Regions from separate parts of the Sus scrofa genome. Here all the other regions are linked to region 2. A link is a contact called in public Hi-C data. All regions are on one chromosome and are shown on one strand. Each heading gives the region's core, a stretch centred on a gene start, on an enhancer-like site or on the middle of the called end of the contact. The rest is flanking DNA. Distances are from core to core; before and after follow the strand shown. Region 1 holds the start of BCL2L13 (bcl-2-like protein 13). Region 2 holds the start of LOC100737051 (cat eye syndrome critical region protein 2). Region 3 holds the start of IL17RA (interleukin-17 receptor A).

What was found. A called contact is a pair of places that touch in the nucleus more often than the background predicts.
Region 1: a Hi-C map of skeletal muscle shows a contact between it and region 2, with 3 times the contacts expected there. The contact joins the promoter of BCL2L13 here to the promoter of LOC100737051 in region 2. A contact is called at or near these places in 2 of 47 Hi-C or Micro-C datasets (heart right ventricle and skeletal muscle).
Region 3: a Hi-C map of liver shows a contact between it and region 2, with 2.1 times the contacts expected there. The contact joins the promoter of IL17RA here to the promoter of LOC100737051 in region 2. A contact is called at or near these places in 2 of 47 Hi-C or Micro-C datasets (heart right ventricle and liver).

Annotation. Positions count from the first base shown.
Region 1 is chr5:69,777,591-69,781,427 of Sscrofa11.1, forward strand. BCL2L13 (bcl-2-like protein 13) reads left to right here and starts at 1,700. Exons shown (of 7, transcript XM_003126595.6): 1 at 1,700-1,890.
Region 2 is chr5:69,618,977-69,623,217 of Sscrofa11.1, forward strand. It overlaps LOC100737051 (cat eye syndrome critical region protein 2), which reads left to right and starts at 2,895. Exons shown (of 19, transcript XM_021092503.1): 1 at 2,895-3,159. The coding sequence starts at 3,034.
Region 3 is chr5:69,458,831-69,462,908 of Sscrofa11.1, forward strand. IL17RA (interleukin-17 receptor A) reads left to right here and starts at 2,450. Exons shown (of 15, transcript XM_021092984.1): 1 at 2,450-2,848. The coding sequence starts at 2,699.

The DNA.
Region 1 (3,837 bases), core at 450-2,949, 160 kb after region 2:
TCCTCAACCTGCTAAACAGCACCAGAGTTGGAACCCATATCTTCATGGATATTAGTCGGGTTCGTCTCCCCTGAGCCACAACAGGAACGCCTATAACCATTATTTTTTATTAAATTTGCCTGTTCCTGAAATTCACATAGATTGAATCACACAGATGTTCATTTTTGTGTTTCACTTCTTTCACTCAACACAATTCTCTTGAGATTAATCCATATTGTCACATTTATCAGTGATTCATTTTGGTTTTATTGCTGAGAAATTTCCATTGTATATAATTTTTTTTTTTTTTTAGAAAGTAGATTTGGGGGGGGTTGTGTCCATGCCATGTGTAAGTTCTGGGGCCAGGGATCAAACCCATGCCACAGCAGCAACAACACTAGATCCCCAACTCCCTAAGCCATCTGGGAACTCCAAAGTCAACTTATTTTTATTTTTATTTTTTTTTGTATTTTAGGACCGCACCCTCGGCCTATGAAGGTTTCCAAGCTAGGGGTCAAATCGGAGTTACAGCAATGCCAGATCTGAGCTGTGTCTGCGACCTATAGCACAGCTCACAGCAATGCCGGATCCTTAACCCTATGCATGAAGCCAGGGATCGAACCTGCAGCCTCACGGTTCCTAGTCAGATTTGTTTCTGCTGCTCCATCAAAGGAACTCCAAATGTTTTTATTGCTTTTTTTTTAGGTCCGAACCTGCGGCATACGAATTCCCAGGCTAGGGGTCGAATCAGGACTACAGCTGCTGGCATACACCACAGCCACAGCAACGCAGGATCAGAGCCACGTCTGCAACTTACACCACAGCTCATGGCAACGCCAGATCTTTAACTCACTGAGCTACGCCAGGGATTAAAACCACAACCTCATGGTTACTACTGGGATTTGTTTCTGTTGCACTGCAATGGGAACTCCTTAAGTTTTTAAATTTAAGCCTATGACACTGTTAAAAAATGTAAAAACCAAACGCAATCCTGGTTTATTCTTTTTAGTTTTTGTCTTTTTGCCTTTTCTAGGGCCGCTTCTGCGGCATGTGGAGGTTGCCAGGCTAGAGGTCGAATAGCAGCTGTAGCCGCTGGCCTACTCCAGAGCCACAGCAACGCCAGATCCTTAACATACTGAGCGAGGCCAGGGATCGAACCCGCAACATCATGGTTCCTAGCCGGATTCGTTAACCACTGAGCCACGAGGGGAGCGCCTTGAAAACATCTTCATCGCCCCAAAAAGAAACCCTGGACCCCGCTAGCAGTCACTTCCCATCAGGGTTTTAGCCTTTCAGCTCCTCCTCCCAGGTAGTGTCACGTGCGCACGACCCCGTGGCTCCCCAAGAACACAGCTGAGACACCGTACTGCCCCTCATTTGGCTGCGGGGGCGGGGAGGAGGTGGTGGGGAATGGTGTGGCGAGCGCAGGGCAGTGAGGGATAGGGGGAAACCCAAAGATCAGTGCAGAGACGCTCCTTCTCTGCGGTGCCCTGTTGCCCCACCCTCAAGGCCCAGCTTCCCCAGCGCCGCAACTACCCACGCCGCCGCCAGAGTCAACCTTTTTCCCAGCTGTCGACAGCCGGCTAGCGTCCGGAACCACAGAGCGGTGGTCAGGTCAGGAGAGAGTGGCTCTTCCGAGTCACGTTTGCGCAAAGAAACCTCCAAGTCTCAGTGGTCAGTACTTCCTTTCTGGAGTGCGGATCCGCCCCCTTGCGGCGCGCCCAGCGCCCCGCCCTGACGCTAGCGGTGACGGAAGCACGCTGGGTGACGTCACCCGCCAACATGGCGGCGGCGGTAGATTAGGGCTGTGGGTCGGAGCCGCCGCCTCCACCACCGCCGAGGGTTTCTGTCGCGAGCAGCCGCTGCCACCGCCGCGTCTTTCACCTTTTCTGGGGCAGGGGCCTGGGCCAGGTGAGGGAGTGGGGATTGTGGGCAAGCCGAGTCCGGCCCTCTTCCAGCTCCGTCCGGGGCGTCCCGAGGCTGTCGCGGGTGAGGGTGAGCGTGGGGGGCTGAGGTGCGAGGCCGTCCGAGGTGGTGGCTCGGTCTCGCTGACCCGCTGCCCAGCAGACTTTTCTTGGCTCGTCAGCGGTTGGGGTGGGCCTCGGGCGGGAGGGTGCGTGCACAGGGTTCGCGGCCTGGCTCCCCGCTAGCTGGCCAGGCAGTTGCTTCTCCATGTTCCCAGTTCCCCTCCCGGCGGATCCAACGCCACTGTCTCTGTTATTTTTATTATTTCGTTTGTTTCTTTCCCCCCACTCTTGGAGGCGGAACGGGTCACACTAGGTCGTTTCTTCTGTTGGTTTTTCTCCCCACATCCGAAGGAGACCCCACGTTTCTTTCCTTCGTGCCCGCCTGTGACGGAAAACTCCCGGACTTTTCTGAGCGGAGGCTTTAACCCGGCGGGAGATGGGGCTTCTGGCCCGCGGTGCTCCGGCTCTCCTCCCTGCACGAGTGCGCGTTTACTGCGAGCCAGCTCCCTTTTTCTATGTACAAGTTTTAAACTAAAGGAACAGTCTCCCCCTTCTTTTTCTCTGTGGTGTGGAGCAAAACAAGTCTTTCTGGAAGCAGTCAGTGCCATTTCGCTGGGAGGGTTGGTCTAAACCAGAATGTTGATCTCTGCCCTGACTTGTTGTGTGACCTTGGATGAGTTGCCACACCCTTCTAGTACCTTCTTTTCTTAATTTCCCAGAAAATTAAAATATTTGTGTAGGTAGTGAACTGTTTATACTAGATATATTCCATTGGATAAATAATTATACACCGCATATTGAAAATATTTAAACTTTTATGAAATATTCTTTGTTTAATGATAGGTCGTTAGGGACTTTGAAAATCCTTCTACTCTGGTTGGTCAGGTACTATTCTCAGTATTTTTTTTTTTTCCACATGATTAAATTTCTTATGAAGGACTGTACTCCAGTAGTTGAATTCAATTGAAGGACGCTTAAAATTCAGTCCAATTAGTTTTGTAGAGAAGAGGTGCTCCTTAGCACATGTCAATTGATGTTTACCACATGTCTTAATACTCTTAAGGTTTTAAAACAAGTGATTTGCAATGGTAATAGTTAAGAATGTTTCTCTTGTAAAATATCTTAGACGTACAAAAGTTTTGACCGCCGTCTTGCTTATCATCATTTTTTTTTTCAACATGATTTTTATTTTTTTTTGGCTGCACCTGAGGCATTCAGAAGTTCCCTCGTTAGGGCTTCCCAGGTCAGGGAATGAACCTTCCAGGCAGTTGAGATCTACACTACAGCTGCAGCAAAGCAGGATCCTTAACCCACTGCACCAGAGGGTAACTTCCAAGAGTTCTTAATATTTAGAGTTTATACATTACAGAGTTGAAGAGAGGGGGCTGTTTTCAGAGTAGCTGATTTTTTTTTTTTTTTTTTTTTTGTAACAGCTTTACTGAGAGACAGTCTTGCACACATCCACATATGTAGTCACAGGGTGTGCAACTATCACAGCAATGTTCATCATCCTCAAAAGAAACCTGGTAGCCACATTTACTAGTCGTTCTTTTTATTTTTATGGCTGGACCCTGGCATATGAAGTTCCTAGGTCTGGGGTTGACTCTGAGCCACAGCTGTGGCATACCCCCTCAGCTGCAGCAATGCTGGATCCTTTTAACTCACTGCACTGGGCTGGGGATCAAATCTGCTTCTCCACAGTGACCTCAGCTGCTGCAGTTCTTATCCCATTGAGTCACAGGGGGATCTCCAGCATTTTTATTCCCACGATGCCCCGCCCAGGCATCCACACTTTGTGTCTCTACAGATCTGCCAATTCTGGATATTTCATGTAAACAGAAGTATACACTATGTGGTCTTTTGTGACTGTCTTCTTTTACTTCCTTGTTGT
Region 2 (4,241 bases), core at 1,645-4,144:
GCGAACCAGTTTGGCAAGAGCGAAGGAATTGCTGGCTGGGCCAGGTGGGGGTGGGGATCCCAGGTGAGGCTGGGACAGCCTGGCTTGAGTTAAGACTTGAAGGGACTTTCACGCTTAAGGGAGAGTCATAGAAATTGGGGCAGGTGCGTGACATGATTGATTTGAATTTTAGACCATCAATCTGGCTCTATTTTAAAGGTGAAAGACATCTGGCTCAGGGACCATTAGTTCAAGCCTTTCCTCACAGATGAAATACAGAGAGGTTAAGCCTTTTCTAAGAGAGAACCAAATTTCCTAATATATTCACTTTCCACAACCTCTAAAATTTTTAAAATTAGCCTGGCTTACAGCCCTCCGTGGGAATGCAGCCCTCTACTGAGAAAGGAGGGTATGTGTGAGGGGTACCAAGAATTTGTGAGATACCTGGATCTCAGTTGCACACAGACAACTGAAGTGAGAGAGTAATGGTCCCACATTACTCCAGCTCCAGCTGGCTTCCTGCACTGAGGCAAGGAGGAGTAGTCAGGGTGGCCAGGCAAGGGATAGAAAGGGCAGCTTGAGTAGAGGAGAGAAGCAGCATAATCCAACAGAGAGAAAACTGCATGAATGGTGAGATGATCTGAATTCTAGTCCTGGTCACCAGGGGTTATAGAAGAAGCCATACTTTCGTCACACCCCTTTCAAGATTCAAATAACTGCTTTGAACTGATCATTTAGAATTTGCCATGTATTTCTCAAAGAAACAGTGGTATAAAATGTTGGTTAGTTTCCCAGATTATCCTCCAGGAACCTATTAAAATTCCATAATAGCTGAAATTATTGCATATTTTGTGAAGAGAAATATAAGTAATTTTTGCCATGTTCATTAATAAGCAAAACAGATTTAAACTAATTATTGCGTGTGTTTGGGGATTTTAGGGCTGAATCTGCAGCATATGGAAGTTCCCAGGCTAGGTTTTGTGTGTGTGTGTGTGTGTGTGTGTGTGTGTGTGTGTTTAATGGAAAACATTTCATTAGAAAATGACATAGAACTGAAGGTTGTGGCAAATCTGGAAGAGAATTACTCTGGGCATTGCAAGGTCATCTGAGATCAACAGCACTGGCTCACAAACAGAAAAGAGGCAAGAGAGAGAAAGGGAAAGAAAATATGAGCTGTGCATGTGCTGGGAACACGATACCCACAGCTGGTGTTTAGAGGATGAGGAATGGGCCAGGATGGAAAGGCAGTAAGTAGGGAGAAGAGGCCAGTGTCCAACACGGAGGCACAGGGGGCAGTGATCCAGGTTAGGCCAAAGTCAGTCCAGAAAACAGATTTGAGGCAGTTAAGTCTTGGGGGGAAGGTGGGACAAATGTTCAGCTTCAGGGTATCAATTCCAGCAGAGGCAGGGTGGGTGCAGATGCCAGGCTTTACCTGGAGCCCAAAGGCAGGGAACCCAGAGGCCACACCTTTAGCCCCAGAAGACACAAAACATGTCTGGAGGGACAGGACTGGTTCTGGCTGGTGTGAGAGCGGGCCAGTCAAGAGCACAGGGGACCAGAGTTAGAGGAGAGAGAGAAACATGTATAGAGCTGTGTGCCGTCCACGTGGACACTGACAGGTGACCCTCATAAGAAAAAGGCGGCAGGAGGAAAGAATGCTGAGGAAGGGGCAGGAGGCAGCCAGCCTCCCCACCACTGAGGATCCCCAGCTCCAGGACAGCTTGGCTGGTGTCCAGGACTGGGCAATGGTGTGGGGAGGGCAGCCTTCATGCAAGCATGCCAGGGTAACCAAATCTGGTCCTAGTATGTGACATTCTAGGAGCTGTTACTTCCAGCCTGGCAGTCCTGACCCCTGGGAGGCAGGTAAGAAGGTTAATCAGCAGTAAAGGATAAAGGGCAGAATGAGGAGACAGAGGAGAACCAGGAAAAGGTGGGGAAAGCAGAGGCAGGATGTCATGGATTAGAAACAAATGTGAAGTGAAGCAGGAACCCTTGCACAAAAGAGAGGGAAAAGCATGCAAAGTCAGTCTGATCTGTGGGCAAAGGAAGAGAGTCGGGGACAAAAACGGCGAATTCAGGGCATGTGATTAATTCCACAGTGCGCACAGGTCTTCCACCAACAGGGCATCTACAGGAGAGCTGGGCCTTATCAACACAAAAATGCAGCCTCTGCTGTTTTGGGGGTATTTAGATATGTGCTCATTTTTGTCAATGATCAGAACACACGGTAGAATTTAAGGATGAATTTTAAATCGTTCAATGGTTCCAGGTAATAAAAGAGCAGAACTGCCCAAGTTTTGTGCTGTTTCGGTGCCAGGGCGGTTGGGGGAAGGCGGTGCGAGCCTGTGTTGGATGGACGAAATATTCTGACGCATGAAAGATACACGTAAATATACATTTTCTTTAAGAATCCGGGTTTTTAATAAGTGCTGTCTTATAAAAACAGAACAGGTTACTAGAAAGACGAGAATAAAGTGAGGAAGAGAATGACCCAGAGGAGCGCTCCAAAACATCCCGGCTAAGCGTCCCGGGCTGGTCCCGGTGACGGCCGCGCCGGAGAGGGGAGCGCGGGCGCCCAGCAGCCCCCAGGCCGGCCGGACCAGCGCCCGAGAGCCTGGGTTGTAGCCCACCCGGGAGGGGCAGGTGGCCCCCACTCAGCGGGGGTGCGGGTCCACCCCACGCCCGCAGCCCCACGTGCGCTCAGCCCCGCGAGGCGCCGCCCGCCTCTCGGGGCGCGACCACCCGCCACGTGGGGGCGGGGCCCGGCGGGGGCGGGGCGGTGTTCGCCCCGCGGCCCCTCCCCCCGGCCCTCGGGCGCCCCTCCCCCGCCCCGCGCGGCCCGCGGGCGGGGGCGGGGGCGGGGTTGTTGTTGTGCCGAGGCCCCGCCCCTGCCCGCCCCCGGCCCATCTGTTCCCCGCGGGCCGCGGCGACATTGTGCGGGCTGGGCGGCCGGGCCGCGGCGCGATGGGCCCGGGGCAGCCGCCGCGGTAGCTCGGCCGGAGCGGCGCCGGGAGCAGGCGGGCGGCGGGCGCGGAGGCGGCGGCGCGGCCGGAGATGCGCCCCGAAGAGGGCGGCGCGGCGGCGCTGGGCGAGCTGCGCTCGTGGTGGGAAGTGCCGGCCATCGCTCACTTCTGCTCGCTCTTCCGCACGGCGTTCCGCCTGCCGGACTTCGAGATCGAGGTGCGCGGGCCGGGAGGGCGGGCGGGGCCGGGGCCGGGCTGAGGGGATCGGGCGACAGGGAAAGTTGGGCCGTTAGTCCCGGGCGTCCCCGCGAGCCCTGTGCGGAGTCGGCGGCCGGGGAGCGGGCGGCGGGCTTTGTGGGGCCGGGCGGGCGGGCGGGCGCCCCCGGCCGGCGCCGCGACCCCTCCCCCGGCCGCCTGGGCCCAGCGCGCGGCCGGCCGGTGCCCGCGGCTGCGGACAAAGGTGCGGGGCCCGGCGCGGCCGGCCGGGCGGAGCGCGTGGGTCAGGCGCCCGGGGAGGCGCGGCGGGCGGGGAGCGGGCGCGCCGGCGGCCACAATGCTGCGGCCCGGTGCGGGTGTGGGTACCGGCCGCACGCTTGTTCTCAAAGTTGGGACGCCACTCGGACGAGCACGGCTTCGACTAAACGAGCTGGCGGGGCGACGGTCCGCGGCGGCTCAGAGAAACGGGCGCAGAAATGAGAGATTTGGGAGTGTTGAAAGTCAAGACTTGATTCACAACTCTTCCGAAAATCCTGTTTCTTTTAGTTGGTAAAAGCACTCGGCACTTTAATTCTGCTGCTCAAAATGGTGGCTGCGGTGGGAGGTGTTGCTGGTGACAATGCCGTCGTGGTGCTGCTAAACTTGCCCCTACCCCATTTTCTCTCTGGGATGTAGTAAAACTGAGGTGCTGCTGAATCCCAGGTTTAGAGTTTAAGGACCCGTCTGAAAATCCTGTGGAAAAACTTCATCTTTCCAAATCCGTGTATTCGGATTTTGTTGATGGAAAAATAGAGGTAACTAATTTCGCTCTAAGTTGTACAGAAATCTAATCTATAAATCACTTCTTATGTTCTAAGAGATAAACTTGTGGTTTTAAGTATTAGCTGCTTTAATTCCTAAAGGAAATGTAATCTGATCTGAGAGGTCCAATTTGTACGTATAACTGAAATGAAAAATCGTTGTTGCAGGTGAATAATCAGGGCCACTTGAGATGACTATTCTCTCTTTTGATCTCAGCATTTCTTGGAATTGACACGTTTCTGGTTGTTAAAAGTGTGTACTATTTGAAGTATATACAACACG
Region 3 (4,078 bases), core at 1,200-3,699, 160 kb before region 2:
GTGGTCACCGGCGGGGAGAAGAAAGGGAGGTGCAGGAGGGGGTGGGGGGTTAAGAGGCACCGACTACTGTGCATAAAGCAGATAAGCTACAAGGATATACGTACCGCAAGCGGGATGGAGCCTTTATGTTGTAATAACTTCAAATGGAGTGCAATCTATTAAAATATTGAATCACTATGTTGTACACCTGCAACTAATATAATAGCGTAAATCAACTAAATCATTAGGAAAAAAAAGCTGATTATTTATACTTAATTCTCATGCACACAAAACTGCAGCTCTCTGTGGCCTTGGGTAAATTATCTAATCTCCTCAGAGTCTATAAAAGAGTCCATAAAATCCCCACCTCACAGGAGGTTGTGAGGCCTGAACAAGATAACCGGGTGGAGCCCTGCCAGGGCCGGGTGTCAGGGCTGCACTCAGCAAATATGGTTTCCTCCCGCCCCCACTCACCCCAGCCGCAGGTTTCCTGAGCTCACTGGTAAAGCTGCGCTATGCAAACCAGAACTGAGGTCCGAGGGCCTAGGAGAGGAACACATCGGGCAGAGAGCCCAAAATACAGGGGCTGGGAGCAGGAAACGGCTTTAGCCTCTGGTCACTGCCCGCTTCCAGCCATCGCCCCAGCATCATAATCAAGTCTGGCTGTGGGACCCCCACTTCCCAACAGCCTCCTTGGGATCTGACTTCTGTCGCCCTCCCCACCCCGCTGGAACCTGTCATAGATCTCATGGACACACTCAAGCTCTCCAACCAGGGTCTTTCTGAGTGTGGGGCCTCAGGCTGGGGTTGGCTAAAGAATCCAATAAAAGTTCATGCAATTACGTCACTCTGCTGGTCACCACGGCAACCAAGTGTTTGGACTCAGGGTGGATTATAGTGAGACAGACCGTGGGGGTGGTTACACACCTGTGACTCTCAACACAGCCTGTACACTTCGATCATATGGTATGTGACTCTATCTCAACAAAGCTGCCCAAAATGAACAAATAATAAACAATCTGACCTCATGGCCTCCTGATGTGATGTCACACAAAATAGACAGACTCTTGCCAAACTGTTTAACCTGAATCAAACCCAGCCATTCAACCTCATTTCCATCCTACAGGAAGTACAGGAAATAGAAAAAAAATCACACAAAGAGACATCAGGAGGAAACCGCCAGACAAACAGAAAATATGAAGTATTCAACGCCCTTTCAAAAAACAAAAATGGTGAGGGAAATGTCCTATATTTAAAGAGACCTAACATAACCTCCTGCAGTATGTAAAACTTAAGTGAACCCTGGTTTATGAAAAGCAACTATAAAAATAGTTGGGTCAGGAGTTCCCGCTGTGGCACAAAGGGATCAGCAGCGTCTTGGGAGCACAAGATGCAAGTTCCATTCCTGGCCTGGGACGGTGGGTTAAGGATTTCATGTAACTGCAGCTGCGGCTTAGGTCACTACTGTGGCTCGGATCTGATCTCTGGCCTGGGAACTCCACATGCTGAGGGGCAGCCGAAAACAAAAACAAAACAAAAAACAAAAAACTCCACACATTGGGACATTTGGGAAAATCTGAATATGAGCTGAACTTAGGTAGTTATTGTTAAATTCTTAGGTGTAATAAGGTGTTATGTTCAGGTAGCAAACTGTCCTTCCTCTTAGGAGATGCTTGCTGAAATATTTGGGGTCAAGTATCACGGAATCTTAGGTCGGTCACAGGTCGGTCTGTCCACATAACAGAAAGCTAAGAGCGGGCATCGGAGGCCAGCAGCGGCGGTCAGAGTTCACAGGGAAGGAAATGCAGCCGACGGTGGGCTTAGGATGAAGAAAGAAAAAGGGTGAAAAGCGCACTTTTCCGGAGACAAAACTGTCAGCGTGTAGGATGAAATGGCAGGGTCCGAGGCTGGAAGGAGGCCGCCCGGGGGACTGGGGGTCTTGCAGGACCGGGAAGGAGTGGACTCAGTGCGCACGCTCCAAAGCCAGGCTCCTCGGGAAGGGAACTAAGTAGAGGTGAGCAGCCAGGCGGACCCTCAGCAGACGTGGAGCGTGTCTCTGGCGAACACGCCGGCTCGGCTGGGGGCACAGAAGGCCGAGAGCAGATGAGGCCCAGAGCCCGCGCAGCTGCTTGAGGGCTAGCGCACCAACCCTCGCTCGGATCCAGCGTCGGAGCGCAGAGCTGTCCCTGCCTCAGGAGGCGGCAAAGCCAGCGAAGCCGAGCAAAATCGGGGGAAAAGAGCCAGGATAGAGAGAGACAGGGACTGCGGGAAAGGACTTCCTCTGACGGAAAAGAAAACTCAAGGGGAAGGGGTTAGAGTTTTACCGGCTGACGGCAAGAGCGGGGGTGGAATACGCGAGCAGGCTGAGCTGGAGTGCAGAAGACGCTGGCCTGGGGTTCGCAGCGCAGGCGGGGCAGGAGGAGCACGGGGAGGGGCCTGGGGGTGTCGGGGAGGAGCCGGAGAGGAGCTGGGGAGGAGCCAGAGGAGTGCGGGGAGGGGAGCGAGCAGGAGCCGGGGAGGAGCGCGCACCTGGGACGCTAGTCTGGGAGGAACCCGTGGAAGGACTGTCCCGGCCCGAGCCTTCCCCTCCGCGCCGCCCGCCGGGGGCAGGGCTGGAAGCCGGAAGCAGGCGACTTGGGACTCGGCCGAGGGGAAGCCCGGGGCACGCCCTCGCTGCGCCCCCAGCTCGGGCGGCAGCCCTCCGCGAAGGGCCGGGGCCATGCGGCCTCTGCGACACGGGCAGCGCCTGTCCCCGGGGTCTCCTCTGGGGCTGCTTCTCCTGCTCCTCTTCCTGTTCCTGCGCGCGCTGGGTCTGGGTCGCGCCGCCCCGAGGCTCTTGGACCACCCGGCACCCGTGTGCGCCCAGCAGGTGAGACTCGGCGCGTTACCCGAGAGCGGGGGCCGAGGATGCTGCCAGGTGGGGAGGGGTCGGCCCAGGGCTGAGGGCCGAGGGCGCGGGGCCGCCGAGTGGGCAGGAAGTCTGCTCGGGGTCTCCAGGGTCCGAGGCTTGGGCACAACAGCGGGCCGGCCTGGGGAGGGTTCCCAAGAGCGGCGGGAGTTGCGGTGTGGACCCGGGGGAGACGGGGTTTTCGGGGAAAGATCGCGCAGCGCGGGTTGCACAACAGGAGCCGGCGTCCCGGCGGGAGGGGTGGCAACTCCGCTGGGCCCCACACTTTGGGGAAGGACTAGGAGGCGCGGCCGGCCGGAGACGAGGCGGGCTGGTTAGAAGAGGGTGGGGAGGGGCCTGCGGAGGGCAAGGCGGGACTGGACCGGCTTCCGGCCGGGGTCATCGAGCCCTCCTCCACTGGAACTCGCGCCCCTAGGGATCCCGTGTTCGCAGCCCCGACGCTCCGGCCCCGGCGCTGCGGGAGGCACCCTCCGCGAAAAGTTGTCCGGGCAACTTGCTGATCCCTTTGGCCGAGCCCTGGGGGGAGGTAGGATGCCGCCCTTCCAGCCCCCACCACCTGGGTCTGGGGTCCTGCGGGTCTAAATCCGCCAGGCAGTTGCCCTGCTGTGCCCACAGGAATCGACACACCCACCGCCGGTAGTGGCCTTGGGGTGGAGGCGGCCCTTCAGAGAAAAGAACCCCCGTGCTGGGCACACAGCCTCTCCCGGCCATGCTGTCCTCTCCCCTGGCTCGTCTTGCTTTGCCTGCCCCCCCACTTCCACTGACCCTAAGAAATAACGCTCAGTTTCTGAGTCACAGGATGTGAAACACTAAAGCTGTATTTCTCATCTAATTTTGTGGAGGATTTACCACAAGAGGGTGGGGTAGAGGGCCAGTGACCATTTAGCAGAAACTTTTCTTAACATGGAAGATGTTGGGAAATGTCCTCGTGACTCCCATTCCTGGGCAGAGCAGGGACACACGCTCAGCAGGTCCTTCCCCGGGGGTGGATGTAGAAGTATCTCCTGTCCAGGACCCAGGTTCAGGTTTTGATGACCATTTACCAGGTGTCTGCAAAATACAAGGGACTGAAATGGCAAAGACACACTCCCTGAACCCTGATGACCAGGGCAGTGAATCACCCAGCAGTAGGCAACTGCAGCGCCAGCCAGCCTGTGGCCAGTGCTCTTTGTACAGCCAGTGCGAGTGCGA